Regions from separate parts of the Danio rerio genome. Here region 2 is linked to region 1. A link is a contact called in public Hi-C data. All regions are on one chromosome and are shown on one strand. The core of a region is the stretch at or near the end of the contact, and the rest is flanking DNA. Distances in the headings are between cores, read along the strand shown. Region 1 holds the start of chst12a (carbohydrate (chondroitin 4) sulfotransferase 12a). Region 2 overlaps ttyh3a (tweety family member 3a).

Evidence for each region. Hi-C and Micro-C count contacts between places; a contact is called where the count stands out from the background.
Region 2: a Hi-C map of embryo shows a contact between it and region 1, with 2.5 times the contacts expected there. The contact joins the enhancer-like site here to the promoter of chst12a in region 1. A contact is called at or near these places in 4 of 18 Hi-C or Micro-C datasets (caudal fin, embryo, hematopoietic stem cells and 1 more) and 2 of 4 datasets of contacts at active chromatin or transcription factors (embryo and gastrula embryo).

What each region holds. Positions count from the first base shown.
Region 1 is chr3:40,733,213-40,739,578 of GRCz12tu, forward strand. It overlaps chst12a (carbohydrate (chondroitin 4) sulfotransferase 12a), which reads left to right and starts at 3,125. Exons shown (of 1, transcript NM_213547.2): 1 at 3,125-4,500. The coding sequence starts at 3,165. The coding sequence ends at 4,475.
Region 2 is chr3:40,980,948-40,987,106 of GRCz12tu, forward strand. It overlaps ttyh3a (tweety family member 3a), which reads right to left. Exons shown (of 14, transcript XM_679082.10): 14 at 3,320-4,861. The coding sequence ends at 4,787. Among named protein-coding and RNA genes, the nearest start is that of lfng, 43 kb to the left of the region's middle. Within about 2 kb of position 4,629, at least 7 of the 62 cell types and tissues checked have an H3K27ac peak or open chromatin away from gene starts, as enhancers often do. A contact at or near this core is called in gastrula embryo, where this site is marked.

The DNA of each region.
Region 1 (6,366 bases), core at 1,875-4,374:
ATGGGTTTAGTTTAATCACCTGCTTTTCTGGCACACAAAGCCTACTCTTATGCTCAGTGAGCAGGTCTAATTTCTAAATTAAATATTTAAATTCAAATGGTATATTTAAAATACACACTAATGTTTAGATTTCAAAAGAGTTTATATATGAATATGATGGCATACAGCCTATATTTATAAGGTCCAAGGAACATTTGCAGGTTTTGATGAATAAGCTGCTTTATGATAATACTTTACATTTACGCACAGAAGTTTTCTTTTTTTACTTTTTAAGAACAGAGCTATTTTTTTATTAACTTTTAAAAGCACATTTTAATTTAAATGTTGACATTTTATTTATTTTTTTCCTGTAAGCACAGTACAGTGTTAATGTTCAAACTATTTATAATGGTTAAAGTGTTTCACAATAATAAGTATTCATAATAATAGTAATTAATCTGCCTGGTTTTTGAACTCTGCAGAGCTTTAGCTGCTTAATAAGGCCTACTACGCTACTGTATTTCAATATTGGTCATTATGGTGGTACATGGAGAGACACTTTTTTTTTTCTGAGGTGGTAATAGAGCAAAGAAAAAAGTAAAACAAACAGCGTTATGGTTTTCTGGAGTGTCAAACAGAATTCAAGTACAGAATATTCAAATCAATTGTAAAATGTTAAATAGCAATGTATAGACTTTATTGTATTAATAAAAAGAAGAATTATTGTTTCTTCAAAGTTACAAATGTTGTTCTTTTTCTCCCCAAATGCTTCAATCTCTCTTGAAATGCTTTCAAAACACATGCAAATGATACATTTTCACTCTGTTTTAGTTACACTTTGAAGTTACCCAACAATTCTCAGGCATTCTTAACTGTGGTGCTGATCAACTATAATCCAAACCAACATTGCATATCCTGCGATGTGACTATTGCAGATGCACACATTGCGATATCAATGCTGAAACAATATATCGTGCAGCCTTAGCCTGAGGGGTGAGTAAATTAAAGGATTTCCACGTTTCTATTTTTAAATTAGCACATTCTCTTTAAGGCTAGAAAATACTACACAGTTTTAAAAATCACTTTCCACCTAAAAATCTCCTTCAGATTCTCTGCCTTTTGTTTTAATCCAAGGAGAATCTACAATCATATGTGGTTTATAATAATATTTAAGTCATATTTCTGGAAATCTGTTGCACAACATTTGGGTACTGTTAATTTTTGACTCACACTACATAAAATGTAAAATAATCAAACACTATTTTAGGAAAACATGCTGAGTGTTTTTGCTGTAAGTTGAGTGGAAAGTTACAATAAGTTGCTTGTCTGTGGTCTATAAAGCTCTAAGAATAATTAGGCCACTGAAGATGGTAGCAGGAAATGAAGCTGCACATGCTAGCATTATATATTTCTGCTGCTGCTTAAGGAGACGTCATCCAGCACAAAGGAAACATGTTATTTTGTAAGATAGTGTCTGCATTGCAAACATTGTTTCTGAATTTTTTTAAAATGTATAATATGTATACCAACACAGTACCATTGTCAGAAATCCAATTCAGATGTTCGGGAAAGAAAAAGTGCACCTCAGGATGCAAAATTAAGTTTTTAACAATTGTGATGCTATGGAGCCAGATCAGTCTCAAAAGTAACAGCACAATTCATATGTACAAAATCCAATATGTAAATTCATAGATGCACAAAACCAATTTGTGAATTCACAAGTAAAAGGAATAAACATTTGCCCAAATTAATTGAGTCTGTATATTTATGAATTGTGTTTTGAATTATGAATTTGATTTTGAAATTCTGAATTAGATTTGTGTATTTATGAATTGTTCTGAATTTACAAATTAGACTTGTGTATTTATGAACAGTTTTTTAACTTTACAAATTATATTTGTGTATTTATGAACAGTTTTTTTAATTTACAAATTAGATTTATGTATTGATAAACTGTGTTTTGAATTTACTACTTGGATTTTGAAATGGACCCTTTCACAAGACTATTATGACGCATTTAACGGTCATCATAATCTTAAATCCTTGAAAGATTTTAGTAATTAGATTTTCGAAAAAAGACATTAGAACTTATCTGTATTTATGAATGTATTATATCACCTTTGTGTCAAATAAAAAAAAAAAAAGTAATTATCACTTAGGTGAGGTGTTTCTAATGTTTTTATGGGGCTGTGAGTAAATTTGATGTTATTCTGTCGTCTGGTTGCCGTCATCAGTCTTAACACCATCATGGAGTTTTTCTTTTATTTCAGCAAATACAATTGTAAAAAAAAAAAAAAATTGCTGTATTCTCCAATTAGCTCAACTCTAAGTTTACCTAACAATGACTACTTCTGCTACTGAGAAACCAGGAAATGAGTAAAGGGTCTATTCTGAATTGGATTTGTGTTTTTATAAATTATGTTATGAATTTATTAATTATTTTGTAAAACTTTTATGAGACTGATCTGGCTCCATATGATTCAGAGTTTGGACAGTAAGTTGTTTACATAAGATTCCATTTGTATACGCATATAATCTTATTTGAACCAACAGTGTAAATGTAGCTTCATTTGCTACAAAACGACTGAGAATAACAGCCACCTCAGGTATGATCATGTGCCTTGTTTTTATGAAACACACAAAATATTGATGATATAACGTGATCTAATTTTGCCTCAACATTTTAAACATGTCTAATGTTTTCTACTAGATGAAATTTTGTCTTCACCTGAAAAAACAAAAAGGTGAGAGAGATGATCAGAGACGGTCATATGTTCCTCAATTTCTGGTGAAATCTGTCAACTCTTACCACCTAAAATGAGCAATTAGCATTGAATTTAAATTGAGGTAAAATATGTGTGTTTTATTTTATTCTAGCTTTTTAAGCTAACAATTTAAATTGACACAGCACCACTGTGTTTTCATGGTAAGTGATGAAATATAGTTTTTTATTATACTAAAATAGAATGCTCAGTCATGATTAACCAGTCAGAAGGAAGTTTGAATGCTTTATCATATAAAGAGAATCTAAAATGTTAGTTGTCTGTTGTGTAATGAGAACCACAAGATTGTGCCACATATGTCAGCCACAGTCTTGACTTCCCTTTTCTGATTTGTTTCCTTTTACTTCAGAGAATGATGAATGCAGTCTGGGCAGTCGCTTGTATAATGGAGTTGAGGTGAGAATGGCTCTTTCTCAATCAAAATCTACCAAAATGGGAAAGTCAAGGTTATTCCGCATTTTCATGATTGTGGGTGCCGTCTTCATGATCCTTCTTATAATCATATACTGGGATGATGTGGGGGCCTCTAATTTTTACTTGCACACTACCATCTCCGGACCCCATCCGTCACGCCTCTCTCCACAGGGCCGTCGTGGGCCTGAAAAGAAAGTAGAGGAAGACAAGGAGAGCTCGTTCTTGACGGACATAGATGCATTTGTCAACCAGTTTCTAGAAGGAACCGCAGACCCTACAGAACAGGTGCGAGGAGAACCCCCTCCTGGAGAACCTCACAATCAGTCCTCTGAGAAATCAGATGAGAAATTTGTCCCGAGACGAGAGTGGAAGATCCATCTGTCCCCCATTGATCCTGAGAAAAAGCAAAAGCAGGAAAATAGAAAGCAGCTGATCCAGGATGTGTGCGGCAACAAAAGCGTCTTTGACTTCCCCGGAAAGAACAGAACTTTTGACGACATTCCCAATAAAGAGTTGGATCACCTCATCGTGGACGACAGGCATGGGATTATCTACTGTTACGTTCCCAAGGTGGCCTGCACAAACTGGAAGCGCATTATGATTGTGCTGAGTGAGAGCCTGCTAGTGGATGGTGTGCCCTACCAAGACCCTCTAGATGTTCCTCAGGAGCTCATCCACAACAGTAGCCTGCACTTCACCTTCAACAAGTTCTGGAAGCGCTATGGAAAGTTTTCACGGCACCTCATGAAAATCAAGCTCAAGAAATACACCAAGTTTTTGTTTGTGCGGGACCCTTTTGTACGACTGATTTCTGCCTATCGCAACAAATTCGAACAAGAGAACGAAGACTTCTACAAGAGATTCGCTCATGTCATGCTAAAAAAATACAGCAATTACACCGATCCACCGGCATCAGTAGTGGACGCCTTTGCCGCAGGAATTCGACCGTCTTTCTCAAATTTCGTTCAGTATTTATTGGATCCTAGCACTGAGAAAGAGATGCCTTTCAACGAGCACTGGAGACAAATGTACCGTTTGTGCCATCCCTGCCAGATAAATTATGATTTCGTGGGGAAGCTGGAGACTTTGGATGAGGACGCTGAGCACTTGTTGCGTATTCTCCGCGTAGACAATATCGTCGAGTTCCCAGAAAGCCATCGCAACAGAACGGTCAGCAGTTGGGAGCAGGACTGGTTCGCCAACATACCTTTAGAAACCAGAAAAGAGCTGTACAGGCTCTATGAAGCTGACTTTAAACTGTTTGGATATTCCAAACCAGAGAAGCTTTTACATGAGTAATGCATTGATCATCAACTTTATCAGGGTGCTGAAACGATTCTCACAGCACAATCAACAGGGGCAATAGGAGTTCCTGCTGCCTGGTTCTTAATGTGCGGCTCTTTCACATGATGCTGTTAATGAAGGCTCTTTCACATGACTCCAGTTCGAAGGGTCAATGTTAGATTAGTTAGATTGATCCAGTTAGCTCCTCCAGATAGGTTCTGTAATTGCAGACATTGCTTTCTCCATTGTTTGCCATTCAAAAGTGCAGTGCCCTCCTGAACGTGACGTGGAAAAAAAGTTATTATAACCATGAATTTAGAATATGTTTACAAATTATTCATTCCCTCCCTCATAGTTAAATCATGGCCACAGTTTACTCATTTAAGTTTAGTTGAAGCCATTTTGCACTCATATGATGTCTATTTTAATGTGGTTCAAATCAAATCAAAGTAATTAAATGAAAAACTCTGAGACAAAAACCTCACAGGGAACCTCTCTCTACACAATGCTTGTTAAAGGCTGATTTATACTTTTGCGTCAAGCGCACGCGTATGGTCCGGCACAGCCTTCGCATAGCCCTTGCCATGGCTGATGCTAACGCTGATGCGCACCTCTCAAAAAATTTAACTACATGTCGCAACGATGCGTAGTGCAAGCTCTGTTATTGGTAAGCTTGGGCAGCTGTGACAAGTGTGATCGAGCCCAGTGGAGCGAGTGTTTACAAGTGTCGAGTCCTGTGAAGGAGGTCCAGATGGAGACTTATGTGTTTACCTTATGATTAAAGTTGTTGCACGTCTGCCAGTTCCCGCAGTTAGCCACTTGTACATTAAGGTAGCAATCAGGAAAAAACAAAACACCAGTGATGTAACTGGACACAGAGGAACATAAAAGCCTACTGCCAGCTAGCGTTTTGGAAGTGTTATTGCAGAGCAACACAAACAGCATGCAGAAGTATAAATGCATGACTGCACACAAGGCTAATGCCATGAGTCACGTCGATCACGCGACGCTATTATTATAATTATAAATAAGTATGTGCAAGCCAGTGACATGATCTGAGCTTTTCTTGGCTTACTTTGTAAAGTGAGAACGTAAAGTAGAACTAGGTGTTGTGACCAATGTGGTGATTTGATTATTTTTCATATGGATTTGGTTCAATATCAGTAATATAATGACTGATATTAATATTTAATATTTCATTTAAAATGTTAATTTTTAAATTTTATTAACCACACTTAATGAAACAGTTAAGACTTGTAATCAGATTACAATTTCAAGGCATTAGGCATTAAAATTAACATTACATACGATTAATAAAAGCTCTTGTACTTTTTATGTGGAGTTTATTTAAATTAACTGATGTTTACTAAATGATAGTTAACATTAGCCCAATAAATAGTCCCAGAACTTTTAAACTGTATTTCAGCATGAATAGATGTGAAACATCATAACAAGTGAAAATGTTTGAACCATTCAGCGAACCAATGAAGTTTTCAAGTGTTTGCTGCTGTTGTAAGCACTTCTGCAAACAGTGTTAATATTCTTATTTCTTAAAAAGCACTTCAAAATACTGTGAATTATTATTTAAACTTTATAGTGCCCACAATATTATGCAGATTTATTATCACAATGTATTGAATTATTGAATATCAGCATATGTCTATATTACAGGTTAAGAAATAAAACTGCTTTGTAATTCAAAACGGTTTTATAAAACCATTGTCTAAAATAATAATAATAATAATAATAATAAAAAACTGAACATTAATATTATTATTATTATTATTATTATTATTATTATTATTTTATATATTTTATATATATATATTTTATAGCTAAAGTGGCTTTGCAGGGTCATTGTGTTGTCGCAGGATCTACCCAGGGCAAGATATTTGGATGCTGTCTA
Region 2 (6,159 bases), core at 3,379-5,878, 250 kb after region 1:
TTATCAAATCGCTATAAATTCAACAAATTAATTCCAAGCAATCATATAGCTACTGGAATGGTTTGGTATTGCTCCTTGTTTTAAAGTTAGCAAAAAAATCATAATTAATTCATTCATAACTCATTCGTTTTAAGTTCTGCTTAATATAATCCGTTCATGAGTTACCACAATTCTTTTTCATCGAGACAAAGTAACTTTTAAAAAAATTTTCTTATTTAATTCTTATTTTAGGTAGTGATTGTGACTGTTAGGTTTTACAGGGTAAATGAGTGTAGCATTAGATAGCTGTTTAGTTTAGAAGTGTATTTATGTACAGACACACTCTATAACCCAATAGTCAACTTTATCAAATGAAATGAGTGTAGTTAGCTCACAATTAATTCTACTTATTTGAAAAGAGTTTTGAACTCAGTGTTAGTTAATTAAATACCTCATTACTTCAACTTAAATGGAGTAAAATCACTGTACTCATATAGATTAGCTTGTAATGGTTTGTAGCAATCGGTTTCCTCAAACAATTTGAGTTGCCGTAACTTATTGGGTTTTACAGTAGTCAGTTGATTTGAGCTCGCTTCATTTATTGGGTTTTACTGTTTTCAAATTGCTTCGTTTATTCAAATAGATTAAGTTCACATTACTCATTAGGATATAACAGCAACAGTATAGAAGCATTATTTTTCCGCAAATTCAAGTTACATGAATTTAATTGCAAATACATGTTTAGATGTGGTCACATCATATCCATATAAAATATTTTCTAAATTTTATAGCAAAACTATAAAGGTTTTAAATGTAAAGGTGTGTGTGTATATGCAGGTATTAACAATACACATACAGCAAACACACTCTGTATATAAGAAAACTGAATTATAACCTATTCAATTCTGAACACAAATCAAAAAAGTATACACATTTTATTATTACAAAAGAGTAGAAGACTTTTTTGATTTGTGTTTGCGATTTTATATTTATTTTAATTTAGAGATGCCATTTTGCAGTTATAGATGTAAAAACGTAGATAAATATTTAGAAAATTCTGACATTTTTGCTACATGTGCATATCAGAAGCATAGCACTTTTGTGGAACAAGTGATGTCAGACTAAAACGAAAAGGAAAACTAAAGTCTACTTATTGCTGAGCCTTGAAATGGGTTCAGAACATGACCTGAACTCAGTGTCCTGAAATAGGGGTGTTGGCAGCATGAGAAAGGAGAAGGTCCTGGTGAAGCTGAGACAGATGATGCCCACAGAAAACACGGGCACCAGCCCACACGCACACACAGACACACACACACACAGCTGACATATTCATACTAAACTCTGTCTGTAACTTCAGAAAGGAAGAGAGTTCACCCTGATCATATGCCAGCCGTCTGTTCTCTCACCAAGGGGAAAATATTCGGTGACGGCACTTCACTTTAATGTCTTCTTCTGGGATGGCAAGATTCCCCTCAATTCTGGTAATGAAAGCAATTTGTGGTGCAGAAGCAACAAGCCCAGGAAACTGTGGGCTTTTGACAGTCACACTTAATTACAGCAAAAGTTACTGAGGCATGCGACCTCTCTTTTGTGTCTTTGAAGGGAAGAAAGAAAAAAAAGTAGTAATAAAAAGACAGGCCACAGATGACTTCACTTCCTGTCATACTGGCATCCCCTTCCCTGAGGACTCAACTGATCAGCAAAACGTTCAGTTTACACTGCGTACAGTACAATGAAATCCTCCCAGCTTCTTGTTTTGAAGAGATAAACGATGACAAAATCATCCAAACTGGTCCCAGTGTCTCAAAGGTTAATGTTCAGATGTTCCAGCATCAGCATCAGACTAGGAAACTCAGATTTCCACATCTCAGACAGCGAGAAGTTGAAAATACTTGAATGCGAGAGCAGTTTGTGGTCGTCCTGATCATCAGCGTTTGGTCAAAATCCAGATCATCAGAGTTTGTTCAACAATCTGATCAAGCTTCCTCAACGTCTTCTTCGCCAGGCTGGCCAGTCCAGCTCTGTTTGTCCAGGTTTTTCCAGTAATGGCAGTGGATATTATTAGTATTGTTCCTTTTTCAAGAAATGCAATTCATGAGTGTTGAGGGGAAAACCAAGCATTTCAAAAGCACGGCATCTAGAAACCATAACTTTCCACCGAAAATCAAGCCTGAAAATGAGATGACAGAATCCAAAGCATTCTTCTCCTCACAACTACATATAAAGGCCTGAAACAGACTATAGACTAGTGCAGGATTGCAAAAGCTAACAATGCTAATGCCAGAGCATGACATCAACACACAAACTGAGGTATGACACATTAACTGAAGATGTTAACAGCTAGCTACTTGAATGAAAACACATCTGGCACTCACAACCGCCACCTTCAGTATGGAGTTCAACACCCGAATACAAACTGTTAAGAGTACACATTTTCATGCAAATGCTAGCTATTCTAATGTTAGCTTCAATTATTGTATCATATCACTTTACGACACAAATTACATATTCATGTCCTAATTAGCATAATTGCAGGATTCCACCTAGTGAAATAATGAAATTATAATAATCTTAACTTGTAAATAGACTTTTTAGTCATGACTTGTAACAACTGCTGTACTGACATAAACAAAAACAGTATTGGGTAGAGCATGTCATGAATGCTGCACAAAATGTTTTTAAGGCAACATTTGCAGAATCTTCCAACAGTCATATTAGATATTAGATTAATTATTTCTGTAAAAAGTAAATGTTTGTGGTTGAAACCACTCTACATATGCATATAGTGTACTATACTGCGATTAGTTTGGACTCAATAGATTTCAATAAGCACAATGCATTCGCTCACTTATTATCATTTACTATAGTGGACTATATTAAATCATAAATGATTAAAAGAAATTAATCTTGATCACTTGAAAAGTCTCAGTTTCTCTGTATTTATGATGTATAGTTACATGTGTAGTTATGAGTAAAATGTAGTCTTTTAATCTGTAGCAGTGATGACATTTCTTTCAAATTAAAAAAAAAAAATCTTTTCATTTAGAGCATTTTTTACCGCATTTTTGCAGTTAAAAATTAACAAAACCCTAAAAAAAATTAAATTACCAGAAATGGAATCATTTATAAACGAAATGCTCTAAATGACAATATTTTTATTTAGAGGAATGTCATCAGACCATTAAAGAATAAAACACACTCAAAGCCATAACCAGTGCTTAATTTTTAAATGAATAATTCCCAGAGCAAAGCCTGAAAATAAAAGTACAGTGACCGACTTCCACCACACAATTTTAGTTTCCCCGGAACATGACATCACTAAATGGTGATAGCACTCGTATTTTAAAAAGAGCATCCTTTTTCTGAACTTTATTTTGTACCACATAACATTATGGGTCAGTCATGGATAATAAAAACATGTAGCTACAAACATAAATCTTACGAACAATCAATATTCAGTTCACATCACTATTATGTGCAAAGTGAAAAAAGAATAATTAAAAGACTCACCCAGTCTAATCTACAAGAAGAGCTACAGTTACCTCTTCTGTCATGTTTTCTGGCTGACTTTGCTTCTGTCTCCTGCTATCCTGATCCATTCACGCAGTTTCATCTTCTCGTTTGATCAGGCCCTATATCAGATTTACTTGTGGTTTTAAAAAAATGAATATATGCCTGACTGCCTCTTTGCCATTTTGAAAATACAAATATTCTTTATGTTGGCCACTATGCCATTAGTTATTTTCACTGCACGCGAAACAATGACCAACCAATAAGAGTGACTGCAAACATAAGAAAGCCGTTTAGCTGAAAATTTTGTAGAGGGCCAAAATTTTAACGTGAGTTTTGCTTTAACTTGCACTTGATGACTATTTACCATGCACAAGTTAATGCCGGATCCTGTAAAATAAATACTGGAACGCAAAACACGAAAATCAGACATTTTCCGGAACAGGATCCGGCAAAATCCATCTCAAATTAAGCACTGGCCATAACTAATCAATTCATTAAATCTATATAAAAAACAATAGCTTTCAAGTTGTCATTTAATTTTTTCCATAGCTTTTTTTCTGATTAAAATTCAGATTATAAATCTTGGCATTAAACACCATTTTGAATTGACACATTTGTTGTGTCTGCATTCGTGCACTAGCATAAAGCATGTTTCTGGCCTTATTTCTCACACCATTTCACTGTAATAACCATCAATCCTCATCCCTAAAACTGCTATCAAAGAAGACCTCAACTCAAACCTGGGCTAAATTCTCACTGCTCAGAGTTCATCATCCTATTGAGATAGAGACTGGTTCAGTTATATTACAGTAGACTTCACTGATGTAAACTGTAGATTCGGCATGTGGCAAATGGAGAAGGTCACATTTCTTCAGAGAACAGAGGCCATGCAGGAATGTACGGGCATTAAACCATATCCAGTCCTTCAGTTCTGGAGCTTTCTGAACCTCTGGCAAGAGCACCACAATTGCGCAAGGGCAGCATAAATGAACACACACACACAAATGCATGTCACTCAATCTATCTGTAAGTAATGTGGTTCATACAGATGCAAACACACACACACACATACTGGATGAACTAGCTGCCTGAACTGAACCGGCCATCTGGAACATTCCTCCGACAGCAGTATTTACATGAATCAAGGACGTCCTTTATCCGCTGGGTTGAAGAGCACACGTCAGAGATCAGCATGGCTGGATGGTGGGCCTGGGGTGAAACTGAATTGGGAGAGTGGGAGTAGATGTGGTGCGAGTGGGAGCTGTAGACTGTTCGGAAAAGAGATGCTGTTCTTCTAGTTTGCTGCGGAGCTGCTGTTGGGGTCAGGTCGGGTGTTGGCCAGGTATTTGGCTCTCATACTGGATGTGTACTACAGAGAGACAAAAAACAACAACAACAATTTGGATTAAAATCATTTAGATTCTGTGTAGAGCTGATGATAAGATCAAAAAAGAAAAATAATTCTCATTTAGGTGTTTTTGATTAATTAAAGTAAGTCATACTTAAAAATAGACATTTGAAATGCTTGCTAAGTGTCTACTTAAAGGGACACTCCACTTTTTATTTAGAAATATCATTAGAAATAGGCTTATTTTACAACTTCGCTAGGGTTAAACAAGGTCATTTTTGACCATTTTTGAATCCATGTTTCTACGGCAAATTTAGGTGAGCTTAGCATAGATCATTGAATCTAATTAGCCTATTAGCATCTTGCTCAAAAAAAAAAAAGATTAAATAAAATAATAATTAAGCTTGACAATTTAAAAGAAAAATACATTGGGTTAGTAAGAGCGATAGGAAAAGTTTCCTTATTTTTGTAATACAGAAGTACCAAGCTTTTTATAAATACTAAGAATTATAAAATTGAGTAAGATGCTAATGGTCTAATTTGATTCTATTATTTATGCTAAGCTAATGAAGTGCTATGTAGGTAAACCTCACTCCTCTGACCACTTAAAAAAAAAAAGAAAAAAAAAAGGGTGCTCTAGCGACAGATGCTAGAGGCCATGTTCTTTAGCCTCCTTGTTAGAGTAACTGACTCCCATGTGAATAATATCTGAATGCAGCCTTGATGATGCAACATTAGATTGCATATCTCAGACATGCAATGCCAGACACAATGCACTCAATGGAGCTAGTGAGGGGTAGGGTTAGGGGTTGGGTTAGGTTAGCCCATTAAAAAGCATTGCATGCAGCTCAGATTGCACTGCACCAGGTCTGCAGCCAGACCTCTTGGGAAGTTGTGCGTAAAATGAGCCTCTTTCTAAAAAAAAATATGGAGTTTTCCGTTAATGTTTTCAAATAACTTTTGAGAAAACAAAATTGTAAAAACCTGGGTGAAATGCATCATAAACATAGGCCTGGTCTCACGAGTTAGCTAGATAGGTCAGGACTAGGTCTTAGTTTAATTTAGTTAGGGTATTTAAACTGTTTAAAAAATACAAAACTGAAAACACATTACTGGTGTGCATCTTCAGACAAAACTATTTCATCTATATATTTAAAGATATGTCACACTAAGTTCTTTACAAGTAAAAAACCTCATGCCTGCAATTTAGTCTAGGACAAGCCTTAAGCCATGTCTATGGAACCAGGGGTTAGTCTAACCTTACTAAAACATACAAAAGCAAAAGTGATCATATTAAGTGCTATATATTCATATTATTT